Regions from separate parts of the Oryctolagus cuniculus genome. Here region 1 is linked to region 2. A link is a contact called in public Micro-C data. All regions are on one chromosome and are shown on one strand. Each heading gives the region's core, a stretch centred on a gene start, on an enhancer-like site or on the middle of the called end of the contact. The rest is flanking DNA. Distances are from core to core; before and after follow the strand shown. Region 1 holds the start of MAX (MYC associated factor X). Region 2 holds the start of JKAMP (JNK1/MAPK8 associated membrane protein).

What was found. A called contact is a pair of places that touch in the nucleus more often than the background predicts.
Region 1: a Micro-C map of ear pinna shows a contact between it and region 2, with 4 times the contacts expected there. The contact joins the promoter of MAX here to the promoter of JKAMP in region 2. A contact is called at or near these places in 2 of 6 Hi-C or Micro-C datasets (ear pinna and an unstated tissue).

The regions. Positions count from the first base shown.
Region 1 is chr20:11,146,112-11,150,464 of mOryCun1.1, reverse strand. MAX (MYC associated factor X) reads left to right here and starts at 2,793. Exons shown (of 5, transcript XM_002719526.5): 1 at 2,793-3,093; 2 at 3,791-3,817. The coding sequence starts at 3,058.
Region 2 is chr20:11,005,343-11,009,987 of mOryCun1.1, reverse strand. JKAMP (JNK1/MAPK8 associated membrane protein) reads left to right here and starts at 2,580. Exons shown (of 8, transcript XR_011384856.1): 1 at 2,580-2,719; 2 at 4,414-4,505.

The DNA of each region.
Region 1 (4,353 bases), core at 1,544-4,043, 140 kb before region 2:
GGCGCCGTGGCTCAATAGGCTAATCCTCCACCTTGCGGCGCCGGCACACCGGGTTCTAATCCCGGTTGGGGCGCCGGATTCTGTCCCGGTTGCCCCTCTTCCAGGCCAGCTCTCTGCTATGGCCAGGGAGGGCAGTGGAGGATGGCCCAGGTGCTTGGGCCCTGCACCCCATGGGAGACCAGGAAAAGCACCTGGATCCTGGCTCCTGCCATCGGATCAGCGCGGTGCGCCGGCTGCAGCGGCGGCCATTGGAGGGTGAACCAACGGAAAAGGAAGACCTTTCTCTCTCTCTCTCTCACTGTCCACTCTGCCTGTCAAAAAAAATAAATAAATAAATAAATAAAAATAAATAGAAAAGGAAGAGAGAGAAAGAGAGAGAGAATCTTTCCAAATTTGCTTTCCAAATGATTGCTAGGGCTGGGCTAGGCTGAAGCTAGGAGACTGGAACTCCATCTGGGTCTCCTACATGGGAGCAGGGGCCCAAGCACTCAGGCCATCTTTCTCTGCCCTTCCAGGTGCATTAGCAGGGAGCTCCATAGGAAGTGGAACAGCTGGGACTAGAACCAGCGCTGATATGGGAGGGTGGCGGAGCAGGCAGTGGCTGGACCCTGCTGTGCCGCAGGGGTCATTTTTAACTTGTGGACAGAATGGTCCTCTAGTGTTTTTCACTTTGCAGACACCCATGGACTGTGGGCTATAATAATCAATTAACCCTAACTTCTAGTATCTTGTTAATTAGCTCATCCAAGAGCGACCCATGCCTGTTTTCCTCAGAACCCATCAGCTACCAGCTCTTACCACATGAAGTCTGCTTGTGTCTGTCTGCCCAAGTTCACATGAAAGGAACACAACCAGACAAAAGCACTTAGAAAAACTCAATTCATCTGCAAAGATGTGCAGACTTTGGGACCCAGCTCTTTGGCAGAGTTGGCTTAGCCAGCGGAGCCAGCGTCCCATATGGGTGCCGGTTCGGGTCCCAGATGCTCCACCTCCAATCCAACTCCCTGCTGATAGCCTGGGAAGGCATTGGAAGATGGCCCAAGTGTTTGGGCCCCTGCTCCCACCTTGGAGACCAGAAGCAGCTCCCGGCTGCTGGTGTCTGATCAGCTTAGCTCTGCCATTGCGATCATTTTGGGAGTGAACCAGTGGATGGAAGACCTCTCACTCTGTCTCTCCCTATTAGTAAAATGGCGGCAGTCTTATCTACGGCCCGACCTATACCCCGGACACAATTCTAGGCTCTAGCCCTCCACGCCATTGCTGGAAGCCAGGTGACCCTGTGGCCCAACCATCGGTGTCAGCTCCACCCCCATCCTAACAGGATTTGTTGCTCCTACTTCCCTGCCCACCGCCTTCCCCCCAGCCTGTTCCTGAACACGTGGCTCTTTCTCACTGTCTTTTGTTCTCTCTCTTTTCATTCTTTTCCCTTTCCCTCCGGTCTGTGGGGTTTACCCCACCAATAAACCCTTTGCCTTACTCCGGTGTTTGGTGTTTTGTGGCGGCCTCTCTGTAACTCTGCCTCTCAAATAAAGAAAAATAAATCTTAAAAAAAAAGGAAAAAAAAAAAAGATGTGCAGGCTTCACCAGCAGTGAGAACTATTTAGAGGGACAGAATGGAAAGGGGCGTTCATGCACATCTACATCCAATGTCTTCAGCATGGATGCCACAAAGGTTGTGTGTCCCGTCTCCAGATTCCTGCTTTCAAAAGTCAGGGGTAAAATGGTTCCTCATGTGGACAGCCGGAAGTCAGGGGAAAAGTCCAAGATTTCGCTTATTTTGGAGATCGGACATAAGGGCGGAAAATGTCTTTGTTGCTGTTTTGTTTTTCCTTCCTGTGTGCACTCTGAAATGGCAGCCGCGCAGCGTGGACTTCTGCTTGCCAGCTGGGAGTTGCATGAATGCAGGGGACATGATGGCATCCCCTTCGGCACCTGTTAGGTGCCAGTGAACACTGGAGAAGCAGATCTGTAAAAATGATTTCAAACGGAGAGGCAGCTGCGCCAGTCTTCCAGTCTGCAATTTTTAGCCGCGGTGCTCCGGGCCGGGGCACTCTGCAGACCGCCCGAGCTACGCCGGACCCGGAAGGCGCTTTCACTTCCAGGTACCCCGGCTGCCGGGGGTGGGCTCCGTGGTCCTGGGAGCCTCACGTGCGCCGTGCGGACCGACACTGCCCGCTAAAGGGACGCAAGCCTCTGCGGCTAGGAGAGGTCCCTCGGCGAGGGCGGTCGCGGTGCCCGTGCCGTCACACCACCCCACACCTGCCATCACCACCTCCACGGTTCCCGAGGGTCCGCGTGGGCAGCCAGAGCTGCGCCCCCTGGTCTGCCGCGGCAGGTTACGCCCCAGGGCGCAAAGCGGCGCGACTCCAGCATCCAGGAGACAAAGTAAAACCAATTGCACCAAAGAGAGGCAGCGCTATTTATGCGGCCGGCTTTTCCCCCAGGGCCTCCACCCTGTCCCCCGGGCCCGGCGCCCAGAGCGCAGACGGTGCCCGGCTCCGGAGCCCCAGCTCCCTCCACGTGTCCTGTCTTCCCAGCAGCCTCCTCTGCCGCCTCGGGAGGAAAACCTCCTGACAACTCGCGGTCTGCGGACTACGTCTCCCAGAAGGCGCCGCGCCGCCTCTCTCTCCGCCCTCCTCCGCGGGACACGCAGGCGCCCTGAGCTCCGTCCGCAAGCCGGCCTGGCGTCGACGGGCTGCAGTGCTTCCTGGGATTTGTAGTTCTTTGGGCTCTCGCCGGGCCGTCAGTCCCAAGGACGAGAACTACAAGACTCGGCTGCCCCAGCGTGCCGAGTCCGATCACGTGGCAGGGGGCCGACCGGGCGTGCGTGCCGCCGTTGATCCGGTGCTGCAGTGAGGAGGTGGTTCTCGCCCGTGTTGTGTGTGTGTGCGTGTGTGGGGGTGTGTGTGTGTGAGTGAGTGAGAGAGCGAGTGAGTGAGTGAGTGAGTGTGTGTGTGGGGGCACTTGGCTGCTTGTTGTCGGTGACTTCCCCCTCCCCTCCACCCTTCCCCCTTCCCGCCGCCGCCGCTGCAGTGGCCGCTCCCTGGGCCGTAGGAAATGAGCGATAACGATGACATCGAGGTGGAGAGCGACGTGAGTCCCGGGGCTTCTTCCTTCCCGTGCGGGTTGTCAGGCGGGGACAGCGGCCAGGGCTCTCAGCGGGGCGACGGCGGGAGGGGGCCGGGCCGCAGCCGCCGCCTCCTCCTCCTCCTCCTCCTCCTCCTCCCCCCCTTTCCCCTCCCCGGCCGGGACCGCCTCGGTCGCGCTCCCGGCTCGCTCCCCTCGGGGCTGCCGGGCTGGAGGTGGGGGAGAGGACACGCGGCCTCTGGGACCCCCGGCCCGTTCTCCTGCCGCCACCCTAGCCAGCTGAGGCTCCGTGGGACAGGGCTGGGGTGCGACCGGGATCTCATTGTCCGGATCCTGGGGTCGGCGATCCCCTCCTCCCGGGACCCGCGGATCCTGGGGGGTGCGGGGGGTGCGGCAGAGCGGAGAGGGGTTGGGAGTGTCCCGGCGGCCCGAGCTGGGTCCGAGGGGAGGAGACGGTGCTCGGGAACCCCTCTGGCCCGGGTCGGATCCCGGAAAGAGGGGCGGCGCTCGGGACCCCCTGCCCGGCTACTGGATCCCGCTGGGGGAGGGTGGGGGCGTGGGGCGGGGAGGGAGGGGTGAAGGGCTGACTCCCCCCCCCCCACCCGCCGCTTCCTCCGCCGCCGGCATTTTCTTTCTTATTATTGAGTGTGAAGTGTAAAAATAACTTCTATATTTTCTATTTTTTTTTTCTCTCTTATTCCAGGAAGAGCAACCGAGGTTTCAATCTGCGGTACGTCTCCTACTCTCCATTTCGTTTTCATTTCCGTTCAGTTCTAGTCCTTTCTGGGGTCAGAGAGAACCAGAGATTGTTCTAATACTTTTAATAATGTAGTAAACCCTCCTGTTGCCCGCTAAGGTGAGGTGGGGCCTGAATCCGGGGTGCCGGGGGGTGGGGAGGGAGAGCTGCGAATCCCATAATTCCAGATTCTCAGGTGACTGAGTGCTGAGTGAAGCCAAGACGTGGAATGGCCTGTAGTTTCCACACGGGCTTGCAGCTCCTGCCGTGCGAGTGGGGAATGAGGACAGCCTTTGGAGGCAGATAGTGGCTGGCGTCGCTCCAGGGCCAAGGAGCTGGGAGGCTGAGTTAGGCAGCAGGCGGTGTTGAACCCTAGCCACATAGCTGGGTCCGGCTGAAGCCACATGCAGTAATGGCCCCTAACCGGGAGTCATGGGGCTGGCAGGCCGAGGTGTTGTAGCACCAACGGCAGACCAGCCGGGGCGGGCGGGCGGGCCGTGGCACCAGCCTGACCTGCGGCTCCTTGTGGG
Region 2 (4,645 bases), core at 1,331-3,830:
CACCCGGGAAGAACCAGCAGCAAACCCGGGGAGGGCCGAGCAGACAAAAGAACAGCGCAGGGTCCTGTGTCGTTCCTCCATAAAGACGGGGAGCGACAGTATATATATACACTTTTAAAAAGTAAAACAATGCCACTTTTCTTGTTAATGTTTTTGTTTCTTTTGGCAAATAACGATTTTCAAAAAGCTCATGGAAAATGCATTTTGTGGAAAAAAAAACTATCTGAGGATTTTAGAAAAAAAATTGCACCAAAATAAGATTATCTTTTAATTCCATTTTCCATGAACTTTTTGAAATCTCCTCTTAGAGTTATTTTCACAAAATTTCATTTATATGTGAATGTGTAATGGGTTTGTTGTTTAATTTTATTTGTTTATGTAATTGATTTGAAAGGTAGAGGGAAAGATTTTCTATCAATTGGTAAACTCCCCAGTACCCACAAAAACTGGGTCCGGGCCAGGTGGAAGCCAGGAGCCTGGAGCTCAATCTGGGCTCACAAATGGGGGGTAGGGCCCAACTACCTGAGTCACCTCCTGCTGCCTGATAGGGTGCATATTTGTAGGAAGCTGGATTTGAACCCAGAACTTGAACCCAAACTGATGTGTGACACGGGCCTCCCAAGCAGCAACTACACTGCTCTGCCAAACACCTGCCCCTGGGTTTCTGAATTTTTAAATGAAGTCATGAATAAGAATCTTTAATTCTTCATATAGTAAATATGCAAAGTATCTTCTCTTGGTTTTTGACTTTCTTTTTTAATTTGAAGGCAGAAAGACAGAGGTAGATAGAGAGCGCTCCTATGCACTGGTTCAACCCCCGGATGTCAGTGAGCTGGGCTGGGACTAAAGCCAGCAGCCAGGAATGCAGTCCAGGTTGTCCATGTGCACGGCAGGAACCTAATTACTTGAGCCATTACCACTGCCTCCCTGGGTCTGCATTAGCAGGAAGAAGGAACCAGGAGCCAGATCAAACTAGGCTCTCTGATGTGAGACAGAACGTCTTAACTGCTGGGCCAGTTGCCTACCCCTATGGTTTTTTTTTTTTTTTTTTAATTTAAAAGTCAGTTACACAGAGAGAAAAGGAGAGGCAGAGAGAGAGGTGCATCTGCTGGTTCACTCCCCAGATGGCCGCAACGGCCAGAGCTGCGCCGATCCGAAGCCAGGAGCCAGGAGCTTCCTCCAGGTCTTCCTATGTGGGTGCAGGGGCGCAAGGACTTGGGCCATCTTCTACTGCTTTCCCAGGCAGCCTAGTCCCAGCAGCCAGGACTAGAACTGGCACCCATATGGGACATTGGCATGGCAGGCTGCAGCCTTACCCACCATGCCATGGCGCTGGCCACAGGAGTCCTCAAATCTTAAGGCATAAAGTGGTCCTGAGACCACAAGGTTTGAGAACCACTAAATTAGGGTTGGGGGTTTTTGTTTTTAAATTTTGTTTCATCCTATATGAACATCTCATTTTATATAATGGGATATGAAAGCCCTGAAAAGTTAAGTATGTAGAATTCTTGTGATGGAACCACATTGTAAATGTGCTAACAGAGCTGACTGATGCATCTACTCAGTAAATAAAAGCTACCGTGGAATTAGTTAATTTACATTTAGTAATCTACCCATAACGAGTCCTTTAACAAGGCCAACAATCATCCTAATACAGCTGTCTTTAGGGTTTAGTTTTTCTGAATATCGAATTTTGAGTTAGGGATCCCTCTATCCGATGATCTCACGATATAGCAAACCACTGTATTTTGTATACAACACTTGGGGCACACAGTCCTCTGAAACCCGAGACTGAAGATAACATAATGGACATTTTTATGTACTGCACTGGGTGTCAGTTTCCAAGCTAAGCACGTCAGACACACTGAATCACTTACACTTAGAGGAATCCGACATCAGCACTGTCGCCCTCAGGGACGTGTCACCGGTCTCTCCTAAAGAGGGACGCGGCATCGGCGTGCCCAGGGCAGCCTGCAGCTGCCGCTCCTCGCTCTAAGGCTGAGAACCGCCTGGGCTACGTCTGCGACCTTCACACGAAGCTGTGCTGGAATCCAAATCCTCCGGGAGATTCAGGACCAAGCTTTTCCGCAGATGACGTTCAGGGCCTTTAAGGGGAAGGAGGGATAACTGCACCTGCCCTGCTCAGTCAGCTCCCAGCTCGCTCTGGGGCGCAGCCTTCCTGGGGACAGTACAGGGAGTCTCAGACACCCAGACCAGAGGCCGGCCCGACAGGGATCGCCCCTTGGTACGGATGCCCATCCTACACAAGGTTTCCATGGCACACGGGCACCTGTACCAGGGAACCGCACAGTCTTCTCACGGCGCCACGCGCCTACAGAACTCCAGTCATCTAGCACCCCACAGTGTTTCCATGCCGGCTATATATCTCACATATAAAAATCCTAACTAGCTCATCTCTCAATCCGCACCCCAAACCCCGTGAGCTAAGCGAAGCACAGACAGGCTGGCTGCACAGCAGTGGATGCTGACGCGGGCCCCGCAGCGCTGGCTTTTAAGCTCGCGACGCCCCCAAAGGGGCAGGACGCACGGCAGCCTCAGGGGGCGTGGCCGAGACCAGGAAGTGGGTGGGGCTGCGGCGCGGTCGCCTAGGTTACCAGGAGGCGGAGCCAGCGAGGCTGCTGTGGCCCGGATGTCGGGGCGTTCCAGCCGCATCCGCTGACCCTGGAGCGACTGCCAGAAGCCTAGGAGCGGCTCATGGGTGAGGGGGCGCCGAGGGTCGGGGGAGCGCCTGTCTTCGCCGCGGCTTCTTGGCTGCGCGGCAGGTCCGGGCTGGGCTGGGCGCGGCGCCTGCTCGCCCCTTGCCGCCCTTCCGGCCCGGACTCTTGCCGGGGTCGGGGTGGTCGCTGCTCCTGGCGCGTTGGCCGCCCACGGGAGGCCGGGCCTCTGGCTGTCCGGTCGGAAGTGTGCCCTCGGCCGCTGTGTTTCCTCCGAGGACTGCGGTAGTGCGCACGGGCCGGAAAGGCAGCCGCCGCCGCTGGCTGCAGAGTTGACCGGGTTCGGCCGCGGCCGCAGGTGCGGGTGTAGGAGGTCCCTCCCGGGGAGGCTCGGCGGTCGCGCCGTAAAGTCGTCGCCGTCCTCCGCCTCAGCGAGCGCTGGGAGCCGGAGTTTCGTTTGGAACGTGATGGGCTCTTGCTTTGTTTGTTGCACTGGTTTTCAGACCCTGGGCTTTGAGAGACCTTGGAGTATTTATATTCCAGTGTAGGAAGATAGATCAGGAAGTTCGCGGAAACTGGGGTTAGAAGACACGTTTCTTGTGGTGCAAAAATTTTTGAAACCTGTTTTTTGCACAATGCACGTTTTCTGGGAACTTTTCGAAGACCCCTCATATTTGGCAAGCATCTCGTAAATAAAGTCCGTAGGAAAAACTGCGGATTCTTTAACTTCTGCTCTCAGCAGAAGCGTGAAACAGTTCGTGCTCATGCCTGAGCCTAGAACAAGGTGATTATGATGAGTTAAGCAAGTGCCAGTTAAAGTGAGGAAGCCCATGGGTCTGAAAACTAAGAGATTTTGTGAAAATGAGAATATTAAACTTGAGTCGTTTGCACCTGGGCTATCCCTGTTTGAATTCCAGTCTCCTTGAATCTGGAAGGAGAAAGGTGTCTCTAGGTGGTGAGTTCGGGAAGCATGTGAGAAATGGTTGTGAAGTCATTAAATGCACAGTGTCCCACAATAATTCACATATACACCGCGCTTGACCGCGTTCCCAGAGAGCAGGGGCCCTGGTGTTTGCTCTTAGTTGTGCGTGTGGACTGAGTGGACGGTCGGCAAGTGAAGGGCATGGGTCTCTGATTAAGCATCGCTCCCTCGTGGCTCCTCCCGCGGGTGAGGTCCGGGCGGAGCTGCAGGGTCTCTGGAGCTGCTGTTTTGTTTTCCCCAAGCCTGAGATTGCGTGAATCTTTGTTCAGAGCTGAGTGTGTTTACTCCAGGCCTGCCCTCGGTTCTGGAATCACAGCCTTTTGCCTTTGTGCTGTTAACACACGTGCTCCTACACACAAAGGTGGGAACAGGTGCTGTGTGCACAAAACAAGCAGCCGCCTTCCGTCGGGTCCGCATTTTCGAAAGCTTAGTTTGGAATTTTATGATCAGTGAAGTTCCCAAGTGGAGTCCAGTCAAGGTGGGTGGCTCTGTGGAGCCCAGGCTAGACCGTGAGGTCTGGAGATGCCTTGCTCTGCTGGTCCAGGACCTTACTCACAGGGTGCACTCAGCACGAAGTCCAGGGTTGCCTTCTGCAGTGCCACACACTGGAATACACGCACCAGGCTCTTGCCTAATCCATGTCGCGTCTTACAAGGAAGCTGTGATGAGCTGTGTCTGCCCAGTGCCTCAGCTGTTACTGCATTATTCTTTTCTAATCACAAAGATGTCACTCTACTGGCGTTTGTTTTTAAAAAGCTGTCGATATTCAACCAGCCTGCCTTGGACTTTACTGCGGGAAGACCCTGTTATTTAAAAACGGCTCAACTGAAATATATGGAGAATGTGGGGTGAGTCTGCTGTTTGTGTTACTTCATTGGTGAAGTCTGTTTGTTTTGTGGAATCTCTTTAAAATATACTCATTAATTTATAAGAGAGAATATGAGACATTAATAAAGTCCTGGTTGGAATTGTTCTCTTGATATCTGTA